2 separate regions of the Mus musculus genome follow, and region 2 is linked to region 1. The links are chromatin contacts, called in public promoter capture Hi-C maps. All regions are on one chromosome and are shown on one strand. The core of a region is the stretch at or near the end of the contact, and the rest is flanking DNA. Distances in the headings are between cores, read along the strand shown. Region 1 overlaps Farp2 (FERM, RhoGEF and pleckstrin domain protein 2). Region 2 holds the start of Thap4 (THAP domain containing 4).

Region 1 (5,929 bases), core at 1,132-3,631:
AGAGATAACAGTGCTTTTGAGGCGGGGCACGATTTGAGAATAACCTGGGGCAGATGTGTGCATTCACCACGTCCTTGTCTGGGCTGTCATTTGGTGCCATACACAGATTTCCTCCCGAATGACCTGTGGAAACTGACCTATCCTAGAAAATGCAAGGAGCACAAAGCGGACAAAGTCAGTGTGGCTGTTTTCACGCACTTTTGCTTCATCCCTAGTAGTGCTCTTGCACACTGAGCCAGGGTAAAGGACAGGTCCATTGATGCTTCAGGCTACTGTGAAGATGCCAGACACATGTGGATGCTATCCTGTTACTTTTACTAGAAAGGACACTGTCTAGCATTTGGACCAAATGGGAAGCACACATGACTGGGCTGAAGGAGGGGGACATGCTGGGTATTGAGCAGTGCTAGGACAAGAGATAGCCATAGGTTTTTTCCTCCTCCCAGGTGAATGGTAATAATGTCACTCTGTTAATCTCTGTGCCTAGCTCAGAGCACCTTGGAAATATCATTAGGGTTTGTTTTTTTCATTTTGTGCTACAACTGTATGTATAGGAAGAAAAAAAAACTTTTTTACTTTTTTTTGTGTGGGGGGGTTTCAAGACAGGGTTTCTCTGTGTAGCCCTGGCTGTACTGGAACTCACGCTGTAGACCAGGCTGGCCTCGAACTCAGAAATCCACCTGCCTCTGCCTCTCAAGTACTGGGATTAAAGGCATGCGCCACCACTGCCTGGCAAACTTTTTTTATGTTCTGTATTTTATTGCAATTTAAGACTCACAGAAGTTATTACAATACATGACATTGTAGGTTCCTATGAACCCAATGATTTTTTTTAACCAGCTAAAAATTGTTATAGTTATTATAATATAATTATTTAGTGTGTTTTTGTTTTAGTGTTTTCTTCACTTTCAACTAATGAAGAATGGGAGAGATAGAAGGAACATACAGAGCTTTACCAACTTCAGGGACACGCTTGGGTGGCCAGACCGCCATTGGAGTGAGTACCCTGGAGCCAGAGCAGAGCCTGTCACCCAGGATGCAGGAGAAGCACATGCGCATCAGAGTGAAGCTGCTGGACAGCACTGTAGAGTTATTTGACATCGAGGTAAGAAGCATGGGTTTTAAGGGATATTTCCTTCTAAAGTGAGATAATTCTGTACCAGATTCCTGTAAGAGGTTATGTTGTGTATTTATTCAAGTAGCCAAAAGTTGCTTTGATGACTATCCACAGTCTTTGGAAATAGTAAATCTAAGTTAACTTTCAGCTAAAATTCTGATAGGATCCATTGTTTATATTCTGTTTGTTTGTTTGTTTATATTTTGGTCTTTTGGATTTTAAAGACAGGTTTCTCTGTCTGAGGAAGTCCTGGCTGTAGATCAGGCTGGCCTCAGACTCAAAAGAGATCTCCCTGCCTCTGCCTCCCAAGTGCTGGGATTAAAAGCACATGGAACAACCACTTGGCTCCATTCTTTTGTTTTAAGAGGTTGGCTGAAGGATACAAACTGTGACCAAACTGCTTTGACTTTTACCTTCTACATTCTTCCACCTAGGTGGCTGGGCCTCAAGGCGTGTCAGCATACCTGTCTGAGCAGAGACTCAGTCTTTCTGCTCAGGATGCTGGTACAAGTACTGAATAAGCACTAGGAAGAAGGCACGTGGATGGTGTTACACAGCCAGAGGTGACATCAGTATGTAGTGTACAGTGAGGGCCTCATTCCGAAAGGGAGTGTGCAGTAAGCCTTACATTGGGAATTAGTGTATAGCAAAAATCTTAGAAATCTTAGGTGGATAGGGAGAGTGGGCCTGACATCCTGGGGCAATGTACAGTGAACTTGACATTGGAAGGAGCTATCCAGTAAGGGTCTGACACCTGGATACAGTGTATCGTGACATTGGAAGCAGTGTGCAGTGGAGAGTGTAATGTCAAAAGTGGTGCACAGTGAGTGCTGACATTCAGAGAGAGTTTACATGGTTAGTGCAGAACTTGTTCAGGTTTAACAGTAATGTTTTTGTTTAGAAGCAGAATCTTGTTGCCCAGACTGGCCTTGAACTCTATGTAGCTAAGAATGATTTGTAACTACAGTATATACTACCATTTGGTTCTAAATAATGTTGCTTATGAATATTCATCTAAAAGATTTTGGCCCTGGACAAGGAAGCCAAATTACATCATCTGGTAACTCCCCAGGTTTAGTCATGTGAGGACTTTGCTTTCTTTCAAAAGCCGCTGTGGTACTGCTTTTTGTTGCCATCAGCAGTGTTAGGGGTTCTGATTTCTCCACATTCCTCTTTGAACTTTCATTTCCAGCCATCCTAGTAGGTGTGGCAGTTAGGAAATTACTCCTGAGGCAGAGTGCGAGGATAGAGTGAGTCAGAGAGGGTGAGTCCTGACGCCGACCCGAGTCAGCACAAGCAAAAAGGGCCTCCCAGTGCAAGTGCATGAGGAGCAGGAGCAACAGCAAGACCAAGCCAGTGTGCGGCTCTGCTGTAAAGTCCCCAAGAGGGGCACTGGACAAGGACAAAGCTTATTTGTATGATTTTAAACCTTCCTAGTTTCATCTAGAGATGTTATACAGGCTTGTAGAAGAGAGAACTGAGCTGACCCCTGTGATTCTGTCTGCCTGTCTGTCTGTCTGTCTGGTTTTGACTTGGTTTTGAGTCACAGTTTTAGTCTGTAGCCCAGGTTGGCATAGAACTCACTGCATGTACAGTCTAGGCTGACCTCAAACTCAAGTATAATCTTAAACAGTTATTTAACACAACAGTAAACATGGTAGTGTGCACCTGTGCCCAGCACTCAGGAGGCTGAGGTAGAAGTACCATAGGTTGGAGACCAGCCTGAGCTACAGAGTGAGACTTAAAAGAAAATGTCATCCTCTATTGTAGCCACTCCCACTCTTCAGAGTTCTTTCTTACTTTTTCTTAATAAATGGACATTTTGTGTTCTTGTCCAAATTTCCATACACTTCTTGGGCTTGAGACGGTGAACCCAGAAGCCACCTGCTCAGGGAGACTTTGGTGGCTGTTGCTTATCTGCAACCCCAGAACCCTGACTTAAGCCCAGCAAGAGCCATGAAGAGCTCCGTCACACACAAAGCATCCATCCCATTTGGAAGTCCCCCAAATTAAATACAGCCAAGGTGTCTGTGGGGACCTAGAACACCTACACTTAAATATTCTCAGAGGTCCAGTGGAATCTAAGAATATCAAAACACTGAAAGAGACATCACAGCAAAGTTTACAAAGTGCCTCTAAGAGGCACTGTCTTAGAAGACTCAGAATGTGGTTCCTGCCCCTGCCTCAGGAAGAGCATGACTGCAGCCTCTGTTACATGACAGGTTTCTACGAATCCACACAACTCCCCCAAACACTTTCTTTTTTTTTTTTCTTTTCCTTTTCCTTTTCCTTTTCCTTTTCCTTTTCCTTTTCCTTTTTCTTTTTCTTTTTCTTTTTCTTTTTCTTTTTCTTTTTCTTTTTCTTTTTCTTTTTTGAGACAGGGTTTCTCTGTATAACCCTGGCTGTCCTGGAACTCACTTTGTAGACCAGGCTGGCCCCGAAATCAGAATTCCGCCTGCCTCTGCCTCCTGAGTGCTGGGATTAAAGGTGTGCGCCACCACGCCCGGCTTCTTGTTGGCTTTTTATGTTCTTAATATTTCAACAAACATGATCAGATTATCTGTGAAAAAAATCATTTTTTCTTTTTTAATCACTGTGCCTTTTATTGTAATATTACATTGGTTTTAACTTCCAATGCTGTGCTAAACACACATGTTGAGAGAAGATATTGTCGTCTTAATCTTAAAGCCAAACACAACTTCATTCTTAATTATATTGTTTGAGCTGGGCAGTGGTGGTGCATGCCTTTAATCCCAGCATTTGGGAAGCAGAGGCAGGCAGATTTCTGAGTTCAAGGCCAGCCTGGTCTACAGAGTGAGTTCCAGGACATCCAGAGCTATACAGTGAAATCCTGTCTTGAAAAACCAAAAAAGTATATTGTTTGCTGTTGGTTTTTCATCCTTCCTAGTGAAGTGAGAATTCTTTCCTCTTTAAAATCACGTTAAACTTTCCAAATTTTTGCACAGATTGAAGTGATCACTTGTTTTTCTTTATTAATTTATGTATTAAAACAGGGTCTCACTCTATAACTCTGGCTGGCCTAGAGCTCACTATATAGACCAGGTTGGCCTTGAACTCGAAGGCCTGCCTGCCTCCTGAGTGCTGGGACAAAAGTTATGCATCCCTGCAGCCTGGTCATTTGCTTTTCATTTATTCTGTTGGTATTATGAATTATATTGCATAGTTTTAAAATATTAAATCAATATTTTGTGTTTTACCTGTATGACTGAATCTATTATATCAGTCTTCTGGAGGAGTTCTGCCACAAAGCTTATAAGGGAATACTTGCTCTGTACCTTTCTTATAATGCCATGGCCTAGTTTTGGTATTTGGCTAATTCTAGGCTGGGTAACTGATTTAGTCTTCTTATTTCCCTCAGTTGCTGTTTAGAATCCAGCCATGCTTTGCTGGTCAGAGTTTTTACATACCAGTTACATATCAGGAGGACCCATGCTAGTTTTAACTGGCCTTTCATCATTGCCCTTCTAGCCAACCTATCTCCAAGAGCTGAAGGCTGCAGCTTCAAGGCATGCTTCACCTGTTCACTTCTCAGTCTTTGCCATCACACCAGTCATCTAGTCGCAGCCTTTCAATGGCTTCTTCTTGTCTTCTTGCTCGTGGGATATAATATAGATTTCCTAACATAGTCTGTGAAGCTGTGTGATCTCAGAGTGCCCTCCTCTTGGGATTTGGGGTTTTGTTTTGTTGTTGGTTGTGTGTGTTTGTTTGTTATTTTTTAGTTTTTTCTCTATGTAACCATGGTCTTGAACTCACAGAGATCTGCTTCTGCTTCCTGAGCACTGGGATTAAAGGTATGCACCACCACTGCCCAGCTCATATTATAACCTCAAACACCAGCATCCTGGAATCCCCAGCCTTTCATGCCTCACTTCACTGGCTAGTTTTTGTCAACCTGACACAAGCTAGAGTCATCCGAGAAGAGGGAATCTCAGTTGAGAGAATGCCCCCACAAGGTTGGCCTGTGAGCAAGCCTGTGGTACATTTTCTTGATTAATGATTTATGTAGGTGGACACATGCCATTGTGGATAGTGTCACCCCTGAGTAGAAGGTCCTGAGTCATTTGTATAGGCTGAGCAAACCATGAGGAGCAAGCTGGTAAGCAGTGTTCCTCCATTGCCTTTGCTTCAGTTTCTGCTTTGAGTTCTTGCCCTGGCTTCTGGGTGATGGATTGACTGTAAGCTGTAAGGTGAAATAGACTCTTTCCTCCCAAGTTGCTTTTGGTCATGTTGTTGTTTTTTTTTTTTTTTTCACAGCAATAAGCTAATAAGCTCACACATTCCTGTTTCTTTCAACACTCATTATGTAGCTAAGTCTTACTTATCTCTCAGGACTCTGCAAAAATGTCATTTCCTTTAGGTGGCTTCCTCTGAAACTTGTCTTAGTTAGGATTTTACTGCTGTGAACAGATACCATGATCAAGGCAAGTCTTATAAATGGCAACATTTAATTGGGGCTGGGTTTCAGGTTCAGAGGTTCAGTCCATTGTCATCAAGGCAGAAGCATGGCAGCATCCAAGCAGGCATGGTGCAGGAGGAGCTGAGCCTTCTACATCTTTATCCAAAGGAAGCCAGGAACAGACTGGGCATCCTTAGGCATCTAGGAGGAAGATCTCCAAGCCCATCCCCACAGTGACACACTTCCTCCAACAAGGCCACACCTTCTAATCATGCCACTCCCTGGGACGAACATATACAAACCATCATAAACCCTCATCAGAATATCCCTTCCTCTTCATTATTATATCTAAGATTAGACACATACAATATATTAAAAACTATATATTATTTATA
Region 2 (5,929 bases), core at 1,257-3,756, 220 kb after region 1:
CATCGTTCAATACACATAAGGCCAGTCTCTTCTGAGATTTTTGTCTCAAAGCAAGACAAACAAAAGAAAAGAACAGAGCCGGGCGTGGTGGCGCACGCCTTTAATCCCAGCACTTGGGAGGCAAAGGCAGGTGGATCTCTGAGTTCGAGGCCAGCCTGGTCTACAAAGTGAGTTCCAGGACAGCCAGGGCCATACAGAGAAACCCTGTCTCGAAAAACCAAAAAAAAAAAAAAAAAAAAACCAAAAAAGAAAAGAAAAGAACAGAACAGAAAAAAGAGCAGGGAGCATGGCTCCCTGGTAGGAGTACTTTGTATGTCTCGCCTAGGTATTTCTCTTAGTAGGCAGCAAAACCTCCTTTAGGAGCCTGGGTAAACCTTTGGGAAGTTATGCTGAATGTGTCAGTCATAGGTTAGGGTGGTAGTGTAAACCTTTAATCCTAGCAGTTGGGAGGCAAAGGCAGGAGAGTTCAAGTCCAGCCTGTCTACAAATGAGTTCCAGAACAATCAGGGCTATGGAAAGGGACACTGACTCAAAAGAAAACAAACAAACAATCCAAGGCCAGGTGGTGGTGGCCCACCCCTTTAATTCCAGCACTTGGAAGGCAGAGGCAGGCAGATTTCTGAAAAGACCAGAACAAACAAACAAAAAACCCAGTTGTTCTTGGTGGCTCATGCCAGTATTTCCCGAGCTTGGGAGGCAGAGGAAGGACGTCTACAAGACCAGCAGACTAAAACAATGCGATGTAGGCCAACAAGGCAATTCAATGAGACATTGTCTCAAAACACACACACAGACACGTGCCTGTGCACACACACCAAAACACCCCAAAGACAAAAATGGTAAATTTTATGTAGTATTTTACGTCGTAAGAGGAAAACTGGGAAAAAAAAATTAGATGTTCAATAACATGCTTAGTAATTTCTTCCCTCATCTAATGAAGCTATTTAATGGTCACTTAAGGCAAGATTTGTGAGACCAAACTGACTACACATGGTAGGCTTTCTCAGGTGCTCAGAGCTCCACCTGAGCTTTTCCAGTCTCGAGGAACCTGCTGTGGACCAAGACTGGCCTTAATAGGATGGATCTGGACGTTGTAAGCAATGTGATCTTATAACCTTTATCAGTGTTTAGTGAGCTAGATTTCTGGAGTTTCCCCGCCCCAATTTGGGCACTGTCTACCCATATACCATGTTAGAACATGGGGAAGCCAACATCAGTCCTTGCAACACTGCCTCATTTTCAACTGTTAACAAAACTTCTGGGGCATGTTCTATGTGAAATTGTTACGGAAACATTCTGGTTGACTTGTAAGATTGTTTAACGTTACTAGGTTTTGTTTTGAACCAGGTCTTAAGGACTGGAGACTTAATGTAACCCTGTGAACTTTCAACAGATACGTGCCATTCCCATCTTTAAATTTTAACACCAAGTACTAAGAGGTGGCAGGATGTGCGAAGTGACTTCCAAGGCAGAGTCCCTTCGCTCGCTGTTCACTCCTGTTGGAAATCACAGGAGAGGACCAACTGAGGGAGTCTCGAAAGCCTTTGGAAGGCGCGGCCCGCACAAGGGCCACCGAGAACCCCCTGGAAAGCCCTTTCCACGGTCATCCCCCGGGCCTCTGCCAGAGTGCAGGATGCGGGAGGTGATCGGTGCCAGTGCCTGGGCCGCAGGACCCCATAGGAAGGCGATGAGGGCTATGGATGCAGGAAGTAGAGCTGCGTGCGCCGGGCCGCACTCCTGCCACACACCTCCGGGCGGGCTTGCCCCGCCGAGGCAAGAGTGGAGAACTGCCCGAAAGCAAAGATCAGGATTAACCTGAGAAGGCGCCCTTGCAGAATACTCCTGAAATTGGCAGGGCCAGCCCAAATCAGTGCGACGCCCGTTGGTGGAGGTGGCGGAGGGGGCCTCCGGCCGCTCTGCCCGAGGCATGGCCGTGCTGGTCCCCAAAGCCGGCGGTCCAAGCCAAGGTCATAAAGCTCCACGACCCGTCCACCTCCCACAGTTACCCTCGGTTAGCCGGCCCCCCACTCCCGGTCCCCGGAGCTCGGCCCGCCGCGCGGCCTCAGTTTCCCCGCGGGCCCCGGCCAGGGCGGGGGCGTGGCGGACCCGGAGGCGGGCCGCGTACCTGTGGAAGGAGACAGCGCGTTTCTCGCCCTTGCCCTGCCTGTTGGAACAGTTCACGGCCGCGCAGCAGATCACCATTGCGGGCCTCGGTCGTGAGCGCCGCCAGGCTCCGATCCTTGCCGCCCGCCCGCTGGCCCGACCCGCCCCGAGGGAGCGCGGCGACACAGCTCGGGACGTGGGCCGCGGCCGAGCCGTACGGCAAGATGGCTGCGCGCTGCCGCCCGCACCACGCTGCGCTCGGACTGCCCGGCCACGGCGCCGGCGTCGCGGCCGCAGCGGGCGGTGAGTCCGTACCGAGACATGCGCGGGTGGCTGTCTGTACGGAAAGATGGCGGCGCCGGAGGAGCGCAGCTCGGGCCGGCTCCCGGGTGTTCCGAAGCGGCGGCGCGGGCCGGGGGCGGGGCGGCCGCGTCCGGTTAGGAACCACACGCGCCGAGGCCCCACCCCCCGCGTGCCCACCGCCGTACGGCGAGATGGCGACGCCCGCGCTTCCGCTGCGCCGCGCTTGGCTGCCGCGGCTTCCCGTCGCCGTGTCGCGCAGTAGTCCGTCGGAGCGACGGCACGGTCAGTCGGCAGCCGGACAGGGAAGATGGACGCAGGTAAGGAGGGCGGACGCCTGCCCTGTCGCGGGCGGGCTCCCGTGGCCGCCCGCTGGGGCGGAGGCCGGTGTGTTGGGCTGGGCGGGCCGCGCCTCCCCGCAGCGCTCAGTACCGGGTTCGCGGGGCCACTCGTCAGCGCCTCGGCCTCCGGCGCTCGGCCGCGGCCCTCGGGGAGCGTCCCAGCCTGTGGGCTCGCGGCTGCGGGCGTGAGGGCAGGGAGTCTGAGGGACGCATCAGGACGCGGGCACCCTGGTGCCCGGAGAGGACCGGTGCGCCGCGAGGGTGGGCCTTGCGGTGTCCATTGAAGAGCCGACCTCTTTAACTTCTGTCAAGTTGTTGGCCGCTGGTCCAGCTACCACAACATGCACATCTTTTGTCTTTGAAGTTCAATAACCTGTGTAGGTGAGCCCCGCTCCTGTTCTGACAGCGGATCAGTCACATGCTACTTTGACTTCTTGAGGTCCTAATACTGGGTTAAGTGTGGGTGGGTTTTGTTTGTTTGTTTGTTTGTTTGTTTTTAACTGACTCTTGCTTCTGAAGCTGGAGAGTGCGGTTCTTTGTTTATGTTGGCCAGAAGTCTTGGAGATGCAAATCTATCAAATAAGTTGTTTGCTAATAGCCCTAAAAATACCCACCCCACCCCATTCCACCCCACCCCACCCCCAACAGAGGTTCTCTCATTCCCTCAGCAGCGTTAGCGGGTTTTTTTTTTTTTTTTTGGTTTTCTTTTTCTTTTTTCCTTTTTTTAATTTAAGAGCGACCTGCCTTCAAGAATCCACTCCTTTGTGAAGGAGTCCTGCTACCTGATTTCATTGTACTTTTCTTGAATGGCGTTGCTTTTGATGGTTTTCTTCTGACAGCTGTGTTAGAGAAGTAGTCGGCTCTTACTTGGGAGTAATGCCTACAGTTAATACACATTTCAGCAGTTTATGGCATCCGTAGCTGGAGGAAGCAGGAACGTTGACTCCCCAAGATGCATGAGCCAGGTGTATATTTTTTTAAGATAATTCATTTTTTTTTTTTTTTTAGAATGAATAACTGAAGCTGTCACACCACAGTGCCTCTTGGAGGTGTGGAATGGGATAATACATTGAATTACTTAATTATCCTCTCCCCCACTTTTTTTTTTAAAGACAAGGCCTCACTGTTTAGTCTTGTCTAATATGTAGACCATGCTGACCCAAGACTCACAGAAATATATCTGCTTGCTTGTACATCCCCAATGCTGAAATTAAGTGGGTGTTTAATGCTGCTGTGAGATCAAACTCAAAAGACATCTGTGTTTGAAGACTTGTGTTAATGGTGATAAAACACTTTTTTTTAAATACAGTATGATGGTGCAATTTTTCTCCTGATATAATTCTGGGTGGCATTTTATGATCTACCTTCTGATCTCCCACCACCCTTGTAATGTTGCTTCTGGTTATTCTTATAATTGTGTGTGCTGTGTTTGTGTGTTTTCTCTCTCTTTCTCTCTCAGCAGTATCTCTCCACAAAACCCTCACTGTACTAGAACTCAGGATGTAGATCAGGCTGGCCTTGAAGTGCTGGACTTAAAAAGTGTGAGCCATCCTGCCCTACCTACCTTGATCTTTTTATAAACTACATTTGTTATTGGGTATCAGGAGTTTCAATCTAGACATTGGACTAGAAAAATGGACAAAGGAAAAGAAATGCTGTCTGAGGCCCCTGACATTCTCTACAGGAGACCAGAAGTATATAGGCCTGGATGGTGCTTATATGGGAGAGTGATGTGGGCTAGGTTATAGGTGACTGGAACTGTAGCAGGATGGACAAAAACAAATCTCACTTTGGAAGCATATTTAAAGGTTTTTTTGGATAATTCATTATTTTCCCCTTCCCCTACTCCCCTCCATCCCATCTTAAGTACACCTACCCCATGCTCTGTGAAAGTACATTCTTGTCGAGACTAAACCAAAAACTAAACCAAAAACAAAGTGGCATGGAGGTTCATGCCCCAGGAGTTCAGTGAGCTGGAGGACTGGAGAGATGGTTCAGTGGTTAGAGAACTAACTTACTGGTCTTCTAGAAGACCAGTTCAGTTCCTAGTACCTATGTTAGGTAGCCCATAATCCCCGGGACTCTAGTCCAGGGGACCCAGTGCCTAGGGCACCACACTCACATGCCCACATGCAGACATGTGCCTACACTGTTGGTTGGTTTTGGAGATGGGTTTCTGTGCAGCTCTGGCTGTCTTAGAACTCACTCTGTAGGTCAGGCTGGCCTTGAACTCAGAGATCTGCTTGCCCTGCCCCAGAGTGCTGAGATTAAAGTCATGTGCTACCTCCCTCCTCCCACACCCAGTTTAGGTTTTTGTTGTTGTTGTTTAAGTTTCACCAAAGATGGTGAAAGATGATTTAGGTTCAGTCATGAATCCTTGCTGGGTCACTGTGAGGACTCACAAGTTTATTCTGAGTAGGACTCCTTGGGAGGTTTTGAGATGAGTATGTGAAATTTAACAGACTTGCTATGGGATTTTTTAAAAACCCAACATTTTTCTTATATAATTTGTATTTATCTTTTGAGATTAAAACATAATCACATCATATTTCCCTTTCCCCTTTCTTCTTCAAGCCCCTCCCAGACATTTCCTCCTTGCACTGTGTGTGCGTGTGCCTGTATTCCTTAGTATATAAATAAAATCTGCTTAGTCTGTATATTGTTATTTGCTTGTTTGATACTGGGGAGGCTCTTCAAAGGAAGACTTTCTCCTCCTACCCTCACCGTTCCTTGGTTGACTGTAATTCTTTTTCTGGGGTTGGGGCCTCATGAGAGTTCCCCTTCCATGTTAGCATGCCTGTTGGTGTTGACCTTGTTCAGGTCTTGTTTAGCAGCTATGATAATTGGATTCTGGGTAGCTTCTCTGATATTCTAAGAGATGTGATCTCTCAGCAAACTTCCCATTCTCCTGACTTAAGGGTTTTTGGCCCTGCCTTCCCCCATAGTCCCTGAGCTTCATTGCAGGAGTTGTGTTGAAGATTTAACAGCTGGGGATGGGCACCACATGGTCACTTGTTCTCTGCATTTTGGCCAGTTTGTTCTTTTGTAGCGGTTTCCATGTGTTGCAAAGAGAGGTTCCCTTGTTGAGGGCTGAGATCTACACTTAATGTGGATCTATGGGGAAATATCTGGACTGTAGTTAGGAATTATGCTGGTGTAGTAAAGTAACAATTATAGGTTCTCCA

The links. Promoter capture Hi-C pulls out the DNA fragments that hold promoters and counts their contacts.
Region 2: a promoter capture Hi-C map of trophoblast stem cells shows a contact between it and region 1, with 2.8 times the contacts expected there. The contact joins the promoter of Thap4 here to the enhancer-like site in region 1. A contact is called at or near these places in 11 of 39 promoter capture datasets (the C10 cell line, the HPC-7 cell line, HPC-7-derived erythroid cells and 6 more), 4 of 115 datasets of contacts at active chromatin or transcription factors (bone marrow-derived macrophages, embryonic stem cells and neural progenitor cells) and 3 of 9 other capture datasets (adipose tissue, liver and pancreatic islet).

What each region holds. Positions count from the first base shown.
Region 1 is chr1:93,527,675-93,533,603 of GRCm38.p6, forward strand. It overlaps Farp2 (FERM, RhoGEF and pleckstrin domain protein 2), which reads left to right. Exons shown (of 27, transcript NM_145519.2): 2 at 895-1,105. The coding sequence starts at 923. Among named protein-coding and RNA genes, the nearest start is that of Gm41920, 9.2 kb to the right of the region's middle. Within about 2 kb of position 2,382, at least 48 of the 459 cell types and tissues checked have an H3K27ac peak or open chromatin away from gene starts, as enhancers often do. A contact at or near this core is called in trophoblast stem cells, where this site is marked.
Region 2 is chr1:93,752,332-93,758,260 of GRCm38.p6, forward strand. It overlaps Thap4 (THAP domain containing 4), which reads right to left and starts at 2,507. Exons shown (of 6, transcript NM_025920.3): 1 at 2,126-2,507. The coding sequence starts at 2,202. It overlaps Atg4b (autophagy related 4B, cysteine peptidase), which reads left to right and starts at 2,574. Exons shown (of 13, transcript NM_174874.4): 1 at 2,574-2,723. The coding sequence starts at 2,714.